Linked DNA regions of Sus scrofa: region 2 is linked to region 1. A link is a contact called in public Hi-C data. All regions are on one chromosome and are shown on one strand. Each heading gives the region's core, a stretch centred on a gene start, on an enhancer-like site or on the middle of the called end of the contact. The rest is flanking DNA. Distances are from core to core; before and after follow the strand shown.

What was found. Hi-C and Micro-C count contacts between places; a contact is called where the count stands out from the background.
Region 2: a contact with region 1 is called in a Hi-C map of omental adipose tissue, with 2.7 times the contacts expected there. The contact joins two enhancer-like sites. A contact is called at or near these places in 2 of 5 promoter capture datasets (fetal liver and liver), 30 of 47 Hi-C or Micro-C datasets (adipocytes, adipose tissue, alveolar macrophages and 18 more) and 2 of 2 datasets of contacts at active chromatin or transcription factors (alveolar macrophages and skeletal muscle).

Annotation. Positions count from the first base shown.
Region 1 is chr17:11,427,938-11,435,147 of Sscrofa11.1, forward strand. No RefSeq gene overlaps it. Among named protein-coding and RNA genes, the nearest start is that of VDAC3, 19 kb to the left of the region's middle. Within about 2 kb of position 3,599, at least 20 of the 83 cell types and tissues checked have an H3K27ac peak or open chromatin away from gene starts, as enhancers often do.
Region 2 is chr17:11,662,931-11,670,140 of Sscrofa11.1, forward strand. No RefSeq gene overlaps it. Among named protein-coding and RNA genes, the nearest start is that of CHRNB3, 21 kb to the right of the region's middle. Within about 2 kb of position 3,836, at least 8 of the 83 cell types and tissues checked have an H3K27ac peak or open chromatin away from gene starts, as enhancers often do.

The sequences.
Region 1 (7,210 bases), core at 2,349-4,848:
GTATCAGGGGCAGGGGATAAAGATGGTGGGGGTTGGGGGCATGAGGACAAGATGCTCCCCCAGGTAATTTGTTACTTGTCTGATGAGGCCTGAAGTAGAAGGGATGGAGCTTGCTCTAAGTCGATGTGTTTTCCTTACTTGTGTAATCCTGTCCCTTTTAAGTGACTTGTTCTTGCAAAGGTAAAGAGCCAAATTTTGTGTTGCCTCTTCAGTGATCCAGACATGAATGTAGAGACTCAAAGTTCAGCCTTTTCAGCAGTTTTACTAAATCATGGCTGGGCCGCTTCTAGGTACCCTCATCATTATGTTTTAGCCAAAAGAAAGCACATTTCCTGAGCTTCTGTGCCAGGCTCTGTGCTGGTCACTTGTGATGCAATTGGCCTACCCCTCCCAGCAGTGACTGCTAGAGTCTTGGAGTGTGGTCGTGCAGGGGAGGAAACCACGCCAGGGGTCCTTGACAGAGGACTTGGTTGTGGCTTCTCATGCGGAAATTCTCAGGAACTCTCCATAAAACGAACTCCCCATAAAATGCACTCCCCAAAAATGCACTCGAGCACCCCTCTCCCCTCTGCTGCCCCAGCTTTCGTTTCACTGCCCCTGTCCCTCCTCCCCCTTCTCTCCAGTTTAGCTTTATAACTCCTGATACCACTCATGTATTAATTTTTTACCACTCTTATCTAATTTTTTTTTCTTTCTTTTTCGGCCACCCCCTGGCATGTGGAGTTCCTGGACTAGGGATCAGATCTGAGCCACAGTTGCAACCTACACCATATCTGTAGCAACAGTGGATCCTTAACCCGCTGTGCCAGGCTGGGGATAAAACCTGCGTCCTGGTGCTGCAGAGATGTCGCCAATCCCATGGCACCACAGCAGGAACTCCTGATCTTGTTTAATTTTTAAAATTGATTCTTTCAGGACACCGCCAGGATCCTCAGTCTTGCCTTTTGAGCCTTACTCTCAAGGTAACTTACTTGGTCTTCTCTGCAGCCTGGGAGCAGAGAATGAACATTCTGGTATAGATGCATTTGATGTCAGTGGGTTCTTTGATTCAGTGACTCCACTCCTGGGAATTTGGCTTAAGGAAGACATCAGAGATGCACACAGTTCTGTATGGGGTTGCTCACTGCCATGTTCTTTATAGTAGAGACAAATTGATAGCGCTTCACATGTGCAGTAGTAGGGACGGATGGCATGTTTATCCACTAAGTGGAATATTGTTCAGCCATCAACAGTATTTTTGAAGAATCATACTCATCTAGGATTGTTTATAATGTTAAATAGAAAAAACGAAGTAAAAATACTAATTCCAATTTTATTTTTTAAAAATGTTTATGCATATATAGGAGAAAATGCTCCAAATATTAATGTTCATTGTCTTGGGAAGGTGGAATCTTAAGTTTTTTGTTTGTTTGTCTTTTTAGGGCCACACCCATGGCATATGGAGGTTCCCAGGCTGGGGTCCAATCGGAGCTATAGCTACCAGCCTACACCACAGCCACAGCAACACCAGATCTGAGACGCATCTGTGACCTACACCACAGCTCATGGCAACGCTGGATCCTTAACCCACTGAGCAAGGCCAGGGATTGAACCTGCATCCTCATGGATTTGTTACTGCTGAACCACAATTAAGTAAGTTTTGTTTTATCCTTTATTATAATTTTTTCTGGTTTTCTAAAGTGAATTTCTTATTTCTGTAATTAGAGGCAGGGTCTTCTAATTAATATTATTGTGGGAAATGCAGAGAGCCCCTGCGGCTGCAGCAAGAGTGTGTCTGGCGGTGGTGAGTGCGTCTGTGGTCCAGGTTGGCAAGGCCCAGCCATTGGCTGGGGCAGGAAACACCTTAAGAAAGTTACCCAGACAGAGAGCTTGATCAGAGTATTGGTGTGGATTGTGACAAGGAGGCTTTTATTAAATTTTGTACTGAGATTAAATTCACACACCATATTTTAGATATTAGTTACCTCTCCAAGACACCATGCGTTGCTAATCCCTCATCGTAGTCAGAGCTCCACCACTTCAGGGGCAGAGGGCAGTAGATGGCCTACAGTTTCATTTCGTTACTAAGTGTCTGTGCATGGAGGCTCATGGCCCTTTTGACCAGGCTCAGCTCCTAGAACTTTGGACAGAGGAGCCCTGAGAAAGAGCCAGAGCTGTTTCTGGGCCCCAGTGTTAGCAACGTGCACATGCACGGAGGCTGTGGATTCTGCGCAGGGAGCCCTCCCTGTAAGACCCTCTAACACCAAGGTTCCGATGGGCGCGCCATGTGTGCTCTTTGATAGCTTCCCTCTGCTTGTTCCCCTTATAAACAGCACCCCTTTGCCCTCCACTTGCATGTGAGATATTCAGGTTCTGTCCTCCACCTTGGTGGTCCTCTAAGCCTATGGTCATGTTAGTGTGGAGCTTTCATGCACAGGGCTTGCCCTCAGACTGAAGGGTAAGGTCCTTCTCCGAGTAAGGGTGGTCTGGTGATAGCCAGTTCTAACTCACTCTGCTTTGTTGTTTTTTTGGCCACGCCTACAGCATGTGGAAGTTCCCAGGCCTGGGATCTAACCAACCATAGCAGTGACAATGCCGGATCCTCAACCAGCTGAGCCACCAGGGAACTCCTCACTCACTCTGGTTTTAAATCAGTTGTGGGTTAGGACAAGGTAGCTTCTTCTAAACCACTGTGAAAGTGGAGTTACAGTTGTGGCTCAGCGGTTAACGAACCTGACTGGCATCTATGTGGATGCAGGTTCGATCGCTGGCCTCACTCAGTGGGTTAAGGATCTGGTGTTGCTGTGGGCTGTGGTGTAGGTTGTAGACACGGCTCCAATCCTGTGTTGCTGTGGCCCTGGCACAGGCTGGCAGCTACAGCTCCAATTGGAACCCTAGCCTGGGAACATGCCGTGGGTGCAGCCCTAAAAAGAAAGACAGAAAAAAATAAAAAAATAAACCACTGTGAAGGCTACTTGACACTTTGCTCAGGGCGAGAGTGGCAGCAGTGTTGGCCGCCCGGGCCTCCCCACTGCCTGGCTGGGGTGGCACAGAGGGGAAGGTGTGCCTGCGCTCTATGGAGGTGATTCCAGCAAGTCCGGCTCATTCTCAACATACCAGTCAGATGCTCTCTTTCCCTCGGGTGGAGGGAATGGAAAGCAGAAGGGCAGAGAGACCAGTCACTCAGAGACGTTAGTGCATAGTGTGTGCATTTAAGCTTAGCTGTCCCTCCCTCCCCCTGGAGAGCTGGCTGGTCCACCTCGGAGACGTGTCCACACCTCCCAGGGTTGGTGTAAGTTAGTGTATAGTTCTCATCCCTTGCCCCCCACTGCTCCCACCTTCCTGGATGGCTCACCACACCCACAGCTGATCTCCTGACCTCAGACCTTTCCTGTCTGTGGCCTGTGAATGGACACCTCTTCTCAGCTGGTCTGCGGGCACCTGCAGATACGCTGTTTCCCCACAGCACCAGTGCTCTGGCTGGGGTCTCTGCCGAGTTTCTGCCTCTTTGGGGAAGCTTCCCTTCCCCAGGGCCCTGCCCTCTGGAAACACCCTCATGGTGGCAGCAGCCACCCTGGACGGCAGTCTTTTTGTCTTCCTGCCTCCTGTGGCCAGACCAGCACATGGCATGTGATGGGTGCACAGTGGACATTTACTGATGAATGGATGGAGCCAGCCTGCAAGCAGGCCTATTTGGGATTTTTGTGAATGGATTGAAGTTGTCCTTCGGCAGGCACTCCTAGTTCCCTGTGGCCATCACGGCAGCACAGATAACTCCTGACATTTCTAGTGATTCTCTGAATTATGTTTACCCTTAACATTCTGGGAGGTGACTTCACTGCTGCAGTTTAAAAAGGATCTGCAAATAGGGTCACAGCTGCAATTACATTTGCCTCCACTGGGTGCTGCTGTTGCTGCTGCCAGTGGAAGATGATGGCCCAGCTGTGGGGTTGGTGCCTTCTGCCCTTGAGTCAGTCTATCTCCTTCCCTTTGAGCTCCTCCCTCCCTTCCCCAGCACCTCCCAACTCATAGCTTGGAATCTACATTCCAGGTTGGATTTAACCTCTAAGTGTCAAAGCCAGAAATCCCATCACTCTGGCTCTGGTCAAGTTCCTGTTCTAGCCAACAGCTGATCACCTTTGTTGAGCCCGAAACACTGGCTTAAAGTCAGATTTAATTCCTTATGTTTCCTAAACAAAAGCAGGCAGATTAAACCTCACCTCCTTCCTGGGCTTCCTTTCCAAGGTCTTAGTCACCTCTCACGTTCCTTCTCTGGCCCAGGACACAGTCCCTTTTCTAGACACCACAGTTGTGGACATGGTCTGACCAGTGCCGACCGGGACGAAGCTGAGACACTGTCAAAATCCTGGGGCTGCTCCAGTCCTGTTACCATTTGGCTGCTAAACTTGTTCTCATGCTGTGCTTGAGTTGCCCCAGTACCTGGCCAGCTCCAGGTTTCAAAGAGCAGCGTTTCAAAATGGATGGTGGTGAGATGACGGAGTATAGGTGATTTTTTTCCCTTTTCCTGAAATATGTTTCAGGGTCTTTTCAATAATAAAGGATCATGTGCTGCAAAGGTATTTATTAAGAAGGTGACAGTTAATCCAAGAACAGGGCTACATTTCCCCACATTCTACAGGTCTCACCAGGCATGCAGAGAACCTAGTCTCCAGTTTCCTCAGTCTCCAGCTCTTTCACCTTGTTCATCTAACTGGCTTATTTTGTTCCTTTCCTTCATTATCTGACTTAATTCTGTGCTCAGCACAGTTCTCCTGAGGGGACTTCTCCTTAAAAAGTGAGGTAGTGGGTAATGACCAGTCCAAGAAGGAAGGTGAACAGACTTGCTCATGGAGTCCTGTCCTGGGCCAGGCCCCTTGCACCACGCTGCCTCCCAGCGAGGAGTCCTAGCCCTGGTGCCATCATCTAGGAGCACTTGGGGGCAGTGGGCAAGGATGGCCTCCCTCGGGTAAGCAGAATGGACACAGCTTTGTCTAAGGCTCAGTGAACACCGTGTCGTCTCCAAAGGCTCCTTCTCCTACCCCGTGTGCTTAAACCACCTCATTGATCTTATGTTTCATTTTCTGAGGGACTGAACTGCTTTCAGTTTATATTGTGCAGCTCATTCTGAGGCGACCAGGAGGACTGATTTTGAAAATGAATAAATGTGCTTACATATTTGCTCAGAGGGTCAGTCCTTTTGGGAAGGCAGAGTGAAGTTTAAGAACCCTGAGCCGAGAGCATGAGCTCTTTGCAGCCTGTGTGGTGTGCAGATGGTCCCCAGGCCCTCTTCCCTGTCTCTTGCACAGCAGAGTGATGCCTGGTTCCCAGGAGGGTCCCTTGTCCGAGGAGTGTTTGCATTTTTAGAGGAAGAAGCTGATTAACTCAAAGGACTGTCTACCAGTGTCCTCTTCCCTCTGAGGGGCCCCGCCTCTGCCCTCGTGGGGAGGGGAAGGGAGGTCATCCCATCAGATAACTGAGGTGGGGAGGGGGCAGCTGTCATGGCTGTCTGCACATTGCATAATCATTGACTAATCTCATAGTGTTGCGATTGGAAAAGATGCTTGACTGTGATTTCAGTTTTCCTAAACTTATCATGGATTGACTTGGGCCTCTGTGGTCTACCCTGGAGATTGTTACATGTGTACTTGAAAATGTTATTAAGCTACTTTGGGATACAATGTCGTATATATATGTATGTATGTATATGTGTGTGTATATATATCTATGTAAAGGGCAGTGGATAGACAGGCCTGAAGTTTCTCGGTTGATTTTCTGTCTGGATGATCTGTCAATTGATATAAGTTAGGTGTTAAATTCCCCACTAATATTGTGACCGACTGTTTCTCCCTTTGTGTCTGTTAATATTTGTTGCACTATGTATACAGGTCTCCCATGCTGGGTACATCTATATTTACAATTATTTTTTTGTTTGTTTGTTTTTTGTCTTTTTGCCTTTTCTAGGGCTGCTTCCATGGCAAATGGAGATTCCCAGGCTAGGGGTCCAACTGGAGCCATAGCCACCGGCCTACACCAGAGCCACAGCAATGCGGGATCCGAGCCACATCTGCAACCTACACCACAGCTCATGGCAATGCTGGACCCTTAACCCACTGAGCAAGGCCAGGGGCCCAACCCGCAACCTCATGGTTCCTAGTCGGATTCGTTAACCACTGCGCCACGAAGGGAACTCCTATATTTACAATTGTTTTATCTTCTTAGATTGATCTTGGATTAATCCCTTGATTATTATGTAACGTCCTTCTTTGTCTTTTTTTTTTTTTTGCTACAGTCTGTTTTTTTTTTTTTTTTGGTCTTTTTTTTTTTTTGCCATTTCTTGGGCAGCTCCTGCGGCATATGGAGGTTCCCAGGCTAGGGGTCCAACTGGAGCTGTAGCCACTGGCCTACACCAGAGCCACAGCAACGCAGGATCCGAGCCGCGTCTGCAACCTACACCACAGCTCACGGCAACGCCGGATCGTTAACCCTCTGAGCAAGGGCAGGGATCGAACCCGCAACCTCATGGTTCCTAGTCAGATTCGTTAACCACTGCACCACGACGGGAACTCCGCTAGAGTCTGTTTTAAACTATGTTTTGACTGGTCTAAGTATTCCCTTGTCTGGTTTTCTTTTTTTTTTTATTAATTAATTAATTACTTTTTTTTATTACTGCCTTGTCTGGCTTTCTATCTGTTTCCGTTTGTATGGAATGACTCTCCATCCCCTCACTTCAGTCTGTGTCTTTAGTCTTGAAGTGACCCTGGACAGTCGTTAAGGGCCCACAATGAGTGTGACCTTTGCCCCACTTCACCTCCTAGGCCTCTGTCACCCTGGCTGCCAGGGCTGAGGTGGTGGCCCTTTCCCTAGGACACAGCTTGCAAACCAGCACTGTGTCATACTGTTTGCCATCTTCAAAATCAGAGAGGGCAAATTTCTTTGTGGAGAGGTTTCTTTACACCTGGCCAGCCCTCTTAACCTTCCCAGCTCTGGCAGGAGAAGGAGCACATGGCCCCTGCCCAGAGGCTGGAGGAATTTCCTTCTGAAGCTCCGGATGCTCCAAGGAGCTGTATTCTCACTGTGTTGTGTTCTGGCTGCTTAAGCCAAGGAGAGATGGATTATGCGTTCCTGCCGGATGCTCAGCCCTGGACGTGTGGGCCGCCAGCTCACCCCACTGAGTCTGGCTGACTTAAGAGTGACCTGGGAAGGCTGAGCACATAGTGTGATGGTGCCTTTA
Region 2 (7,210 bases), core at 2,586-5,085, 240 kb after region 1:
TCAGGAAGTGCTTTTATCTTCTCGCCTTAACTGCCTAAAAGAATTCAGATATAGGGCCTGTTCTAGAAAGAAACATCACCATAGGCAAAAAACAAAAATCACGGGTCAGTTCGTCCCGGTTGGTGGGCGGCCAGGTGGTCTACACCCGACATCCGACCTATCCGCGACCCCATAGCCCACCCCGACACCATCGTGGCCAGTGGTTAATGAATCCGAGTAGGAACCCTGAGGTTGCAGGTTTGATCCCTGGACTTGCTCAGTGGGCTGAGGATCCGGCATTGCCGTGAGTTGTCGTGTAGGTCGCAGACGCAGCTCGGATCCCACGTTGCTGTGGCTCTGGCGTAGGCCAGTGGCTACGGATCCAATTAGATCCCTGACCTGGGAACCTCCATGTGCCTCGGGAACAGCCCTAGAAAAAGCAAAAAACCAAAAAAAACCCCAAATCACAATGTGAGCAAGGTGTGGTAGTCTGGGGGAAACTTAGAAAGAAAGCCTGCTTGAGCAAAGTCTCCTCTGTGTTCCATCGTCCCTGCATCATCCACAAACACTTTTCATTGCACCTTTGCTCTTCCTCCTGCACTTTGCCTTCCTTCCTTTTGAAGGCAAGCCCCTCCCCCTCCTTCTCCTCTCAGCTGACGAACTGCCCAGCTCAAAGGCCTGACTTATCCTGGGGACCCATAGTCTTTTGGAACCTCCATACATACATAATTATATTTGATTTACTTCCATTAATCTGTCCCATGTTAATCTAATTTTTAGACCATAAGAAGTGCAGAGGAGGAGTTCCCGTTGTGCTGCAGTAGAAATGACTCCAACTAGGAACCATGAGGTTGCAGGATCAATCCTTGGCCTCGCTCAGTGGGTTAAGGATCCGGTTTTGCTGTGAGTTGTGGTCACAGACTCGGATCTGGCGTTGCTGTGGCTGTGGTGTAGGCCAGCAGCTGTAGCTCTGATTAGACCCCTAGCCTGGGAACCCCCATATGCTGCAGATACGGCCCTTAAAAAAAAAAAAGAAAGAAAGAAAGAAATGTAGAGGAAAGGTATTTTTCTCTCCCCCACAGTCCTTGGTTGTTTTACAATTTGTTTGAATTGATCATCTCCCTAAGGGGTAGATTGACACAGTCCTCTGTCTTCTGTATGTCCTTTAAATTGGGGTTAAATCTAAGGCTTGTTCAGATTCAGGTGGACGTTTACACAAGGAGGCACACGTGGTCGTGACATCGGCAGTTGTAGGTGATCATTGCCTAAAACCATTAATTAGCTGTTGCGGAGGCCGAATACTAACTCAGGGGTCAGTGTAGGAGCCTGGGCTTCGAGGCAGTCTTTGATATGGCCGTTGATTAACATTTGTGGCTTAAGGGCTCCAGGGAGTAACATCCCCACAGGACTTGTTTTATTATAAGCAATGCACATTCCCCACAGACCTCGTATACTATAGAAAATGTGAATTTCTAGCCCACTCCTCAACTGATGAAAGAGGAATGAGAGGAATGGTAAAAGGAAAGGACAAAAAAATAAAATAAAATAAATCTTTCAGGACATCTCCAACCCCAAAAAGCCCTATTGGACAAGGACTGATATAGGTAACTGAATAAGGCCAATGGGAGAAAGCCACATCTTTCTGGACCCCACTTTGGTGCCCCTCCCCACTTTTAAGAGATAAAAACCCCTATAGGACTATAGAGAAAGGGGGCTCCCCTCCCCCACTCCCAGTGACCCAGTGGCTGCGTTCCTTTAATAAAAACTTGGCTTGCTTGCTGCCTGTGTGTTCACAGGGTTCATTCTTCCACTGCCGTGAACAAGATCCCGGATGCCGGTATCATCTTTCCAGTATCATTGCCAAATTATGAACCTCGTCATTTCTTCTTCATTTATTAGCTAGACTACTTCTTTAAAGAGAAGCTTGCCAAGAGCTCCTGTTGTGGCTCACTGGGTTAAGGACCCGACGGAGTCTCCGTGAGGAGGCAGATTCGATCCCTGGCCTCGCTCAGTGGGTTAAGATCTGGCCTTGCCACAAGCTGCAGCATAGTTTGCAGCTGTGGCTCTGATCTGGTGTTGCTGTCGCTGCGGTAGGCTGGCAACGGCAGCTCCAATTCAACCCCTGGCCCAGGAACTTCCTTATGCTACAGGTGCAACCCTACAAAGGAAAAAGAAAAATGAGAGAGAGACAGAGAGACAGAGAGAGGGGGAGAGAGTTTCTCTCATCAACTGTTTGCTCAGGAATACAATATGTTACCATTTGATCAGGAAAGTCCAGGTCAATGAACTCTCTTCCTAGTCCCTTTCAGCAGGAAATGTTCTTTAGATGTCACAATCTGGTGTTCACAATCAGTGTTCACTGTGAAACTGCCAATATTTATGACTTGAATGTAGCCAGAACTCAGATTGGGACTTGAACCCACAGTTTTAAAATTAGAATCACTTACCTGTTGTCTGGACTTACTGAGGTTCAAGTTCTTTGTGCTTTAGCACAGAAGGAATTCAGCAAGAGACAAAGTGATAGGCAAGAGATAGATTTATTAAGATAAGATGCTTGTGGAGTTTCCATTGTGGCTCAGTGGTTAACAAATCCGATTAGGAACCATGAGGTTGCGGGTTCAATCCCTGGCCTTGCTCTGTGGGTTAAGGATCCGGCATTGCCGTGAGCTGCGGTGTAGGTTGCAGATGCGGCTTGGCTCCCGCGTTGCTGTGGCTCTGGTGTAGGCCGGTGGCTACAGCTCTGATTCAACCCCTAGCCTGTGAACTTCCATATGCCGTGGGAGTGGCCCTAGAAAAGGCAAAAACTCAAAAAAAAAAAAAAAAAAAGATAAGATGCTTGTGAGGAATGCACGTGGGCAGGCAAGGAGGCTCTGCCCTGAGGATTAGGTGGGCTACATTTTTATAATCCAAGGGGCATGGAGGTGGGAAAAGACCACCTCTTCCTCTTTCTTTGAGTAGCTGTCAGGCTTACATCTTTAGCTCCTCCTTCGTGTCTGGTAAGGAAGTATTTGACCCAGGGTGCTCATTCAAATCAGCAGAAGGGTGGTACCATCATCTGCTCAAATATGTTGAATCGTCTCAGGTTTCCAAAGTACAATGAGGGTCTCCTACTTGGGAACATGATCTTTCCCTTAGCCTCCTGCCTTTGGTCCTAAGAGTCGATATCTTGCTGAACTTGAATGCAGACCTTTTTTTATCTTTCACTTAATACTTGTGGTTTTATAATTAAGCAAGCCTGCTTCCTTCTGATGGCTTTCTTGAATGATTATTAACTTACAATGATCTCCCAAAGTCCCCTATCTTTCCCTCTCAAGCTCTGGTCCCCTACTGTGACGTCTACAACTATTCCGACCCTATCAACTCTTTGTGGAATGATACTACATCTTGAATTTGTATTTATGCATCTGAATTAAAATCAGATCTCCATTGGTTTTTGTTCTTAACTTTGTCAATGTTACACCTGTATCTTCTTTTTTCCCATGCCCCGATTCTGATTCTCAGTGACACCAGTCTAATTACTGGTTTTGAAACCAAGCAGGACCCTATAGGGTCCTCCCAGGCATAAATTCTGTCCATGTTTCCCGTTTCTTGTTTGCAGAAAAGAGGCTTCCCTCAGCCTCCAGGACCTTCCCTGAGTTCCAAAGGGCAGGGTCACACAGTTATTCATCAGGGAAGGGAGGGGATGCAGAAACGAAAGGAGGAGTAATAGTGAAACAAGAAACAACAGTGGAGCCTTGGGGCAGGTCCTGGTTTCCCCTCAAGGGATATAGTAACAATAATACCTTTAAGTTCTTCTGTAGGAACTAAGGACTCCACCCAAGTGGAGGATGGTAAGTAACTTCCGGCCAGAACCGTGCCCAGTTACCTTATCACCAACCAATCAGAAGAAAGTCTGCTCAAGGCGGAAGATAATGAATACTCTCACCTCCCCCCCCAAATGATGAACTGCAATTAACTTCCCCTTTCTCACCTTTTTTTTTTTCCTTGCTTTTGCTTTTTAGGGCAGCATCTGGGGCTTATGGAAGGTCCCAGGCTAGGGGTTGAATCAGAGCTACAGCTGCAGCACAGCCACAGCAACGCAGGATTGGAGGCGCACCTGCTACCTACACCACAGCTCACTGCAATGTCGGATCCCTGACCCAATGAGTGAGGCCAGGGATGAACCGCATCCTCATGGGTATTGTCAAATTCATTTCCACTTCGCCACAGGGGGAACGCCCCCCTTTCTCCCTTTAATAACCTTCATGGTCAAGCAGAATCTTTGGAGCTGGTTCTTGGACATGAGTCTGCCTTCTACCCAGGTTGCCAGCCTCCTACATAAAGCAAACTTTCATTTCCTTCCAACACCTGTCGTTACAGTATTGGCTTTCAAGTGGCAAGTGGAACAACCTGAGTCTGGAACAATTTGCTTCATCTTGTAATCCACTGACAACCATCTCAAAATAATAACAGCAACACCATTATCGATAATAGGATTACCAAACGCAGATTTGGGGATGTGATTTTTTGGGGGGGTACTTCTCTTTAACCTCAGGATCTATCTGATTAGTGATGTACAGGCAAATTACAGTGATTTAGTTTTGTAGTTTTATTTTTTGTCTTTTTGTCTTTTTAGGGCCGCACCTGCAGCATATGGAGGTTCCCCAGCTAGGGGTCTAATTGGAGCTGTAGCCGCCAGCCTACACTGCAGCCACAGCAACACCAGATCCGAGCCTTGTCTGTGACCTACACCACAGCTCACAGCAATGGCGGATCCTTGACCTGCTGAGCGAGGTCAGGGATCAAACTTGCAACCTTATGGTTCCTAGTCAGATTCATTTCTGCTGTGCCATGATGGGAACTCCAAATTACAGTGATTTAAAGTCCCTTGAAATAGCTCACCTCTGTGCCTTATGCCACCAACTCACTCTACAATTAGATTCATTTGCTTCGTGGCTTTCAATGTTTACATAGTTCTCTTTTCCTTTTTAAATTTAATTTTGCTTTACAACTATTCAAAATATTTACCTGGTTTCAGAATCAAATCTATCAGACGAGTCAGAGAAATCTAGCTTCCATCCCTCTTCTCTCAACCCTATGCTCTTTCTCTCCCTATCAGTAAACTTTTTTCCTTCTCTTTATGGTTTCCATTTTTAAAATACAAGTTTAGATATATTTATAAAAAGAATATATATGTATGTATGTGTATATTCCCATCCCTTCCCTTTATCATATAAATCATACATGTATTTATACGCTTTTTTCTTTTTACAGTCATACCTGCAGCATATGGAAGTTCCCAGGCTAGGGAGCGAATTGGAGCTGCAACTGAGGCCAGCACCACAGACACAGCAACAATGTCGGATCTGAGCCACATCTGCCACAGCCGTAACTGCAAACCCAAATCCTCATGGAGACAATGTTGGGTCCTAAACCTGCTGAACCGCAACGGGGGCTCCTAAATGGTATATTTATGTTTCTCCACTTACTGATATAATCCAGAAATAACTATGCAGTAGTAGTATATGGAACTTTTTTTCCCCCAGTTGATGCCTCTTCATTTTGTAAACATAATTCAACATACCCCAGTTGATACAAACAGTTGCTTTGCTGCAAACTTTTCTTAGTTGGTGCTGCATGAATAGCCTGGTGCATGGCATCGTCTCATAGTCTTGCTTCTCTCTTTAGGACAGAGACCTAAAAGCAGAAAAGCCAAATCAGTGAATAAATCCACCTGCAATTTTCTCAGATCCTGCCAAGTTCCCCCTCCATAGGAATTATACCATTTTGCATGCTCTCTAGCAACATATAAGAATTCCATTTCAGCGTTCCCTGGTGGCTCAGCAGGTTATGTAAGGATCCAGCATTGTCACAGCTGTGGCTCTGGTCGCTGCTGTGACATAGGTTTGATCCCTAGCCTGGGAACTTCTGCATGCTGCAGGTGTGGCCAAAAAACAAACAAACAGAAAAAGAATGTCCTTTTCTCCACAGCTTGGCCAACAGAATTTATTGTCAAACATTTTGGCTTTTGTCAATTGGCTAGGTGAGAAATGGTATCTCAATGAGGGTAATTTGCGTTTTCCTTTTTTTCATTTTTTTAAATTTTATTGAAACGTTAATTTACAATATAATTTCTGCCGTACAACATATATAGTTACACATATACACACATCTTTTCTGTTTCAGGTTCTTTTCCATATAGACCTCCAAAGACTATTGTGTAGAGTTCCCTGTGCTATACAGGTCCCATTGGGCAGTCATTCCACAGACCTCAGAGTGCATATGTCAATCCTAAGCCCCGAGTCCAATTTGCATTTTTCTTTTTTTCTTTTTCCTTTCTTTCTTCCTTCCTTCCTTCCTTCCTTTCTTTCTTCCTTTGTTCCTCTCTTTCTTTCCTTCCTTCTTTTTTTTTTTTTTTTTTTGTCCTTTTGCCATTTCTTGGGCGGCTCCTGTGGCATATGGAGGTTCCCAGGCTAGGGGTTGAATCAGAGCTGTAGCTGCCAGCCTATGCCACAGCCACAGCAACGTGGGATCCTTAAACCACTGAGCAAGGCCAGGGATTGAATCTGAGTCCTCAGGGGTTGTAACTGCTGAACCACAACAGGAACCCCCAATTTGCATTTTTCTTAGGCAGGGTTGAGAATATTTTCACATGGGTAAGGGCCATTTGGATTTTATTTCTGTGACTTGTCTGTTCATTTCTCTAGACTATGTTTCTATAGATTTATTGGCATCTTTCTCTTTCTTTAAATTATTTTTTATTTATTTATTTTTTAAGGGCCACCCCATGGCATATGAAGGTTCCCAAGCTAGGGGTTAAATTGGAATTGTAGCTGGTGGCTAAGCCACAGCCTCAGCAACTCAGGATCTGAGCAACATCTGTGATCTACACTACAGCTCATGGCAATGCCAGATCCTTAACCCACTGAGCGAGGCCAGGGATCGAACCTGAGTCCTCATGGATGCTAGTTAGATTCTGTTCCACAGAGCCATGACGGGAACTCCTGGCCTTTTTCATTTTATATTTAGAAGCTTTTTGTTTTTTTCTTTTTAGGGCCACGTCTGCAGCATATGGAATTTCCCAGACTGGGGGTTGAATTGAAGCTGCAGCTGCCAGCCTACAGCACAGCCACAGCAATGTGGGATTCAGGATCTGAGAATATCTGTAACCTACACCACAGCTCATGGGAATGACGGATCCTTAACCCACTGAGCGAGGCCAGGGATTAAACGTGCATCGTCATGGATGCTA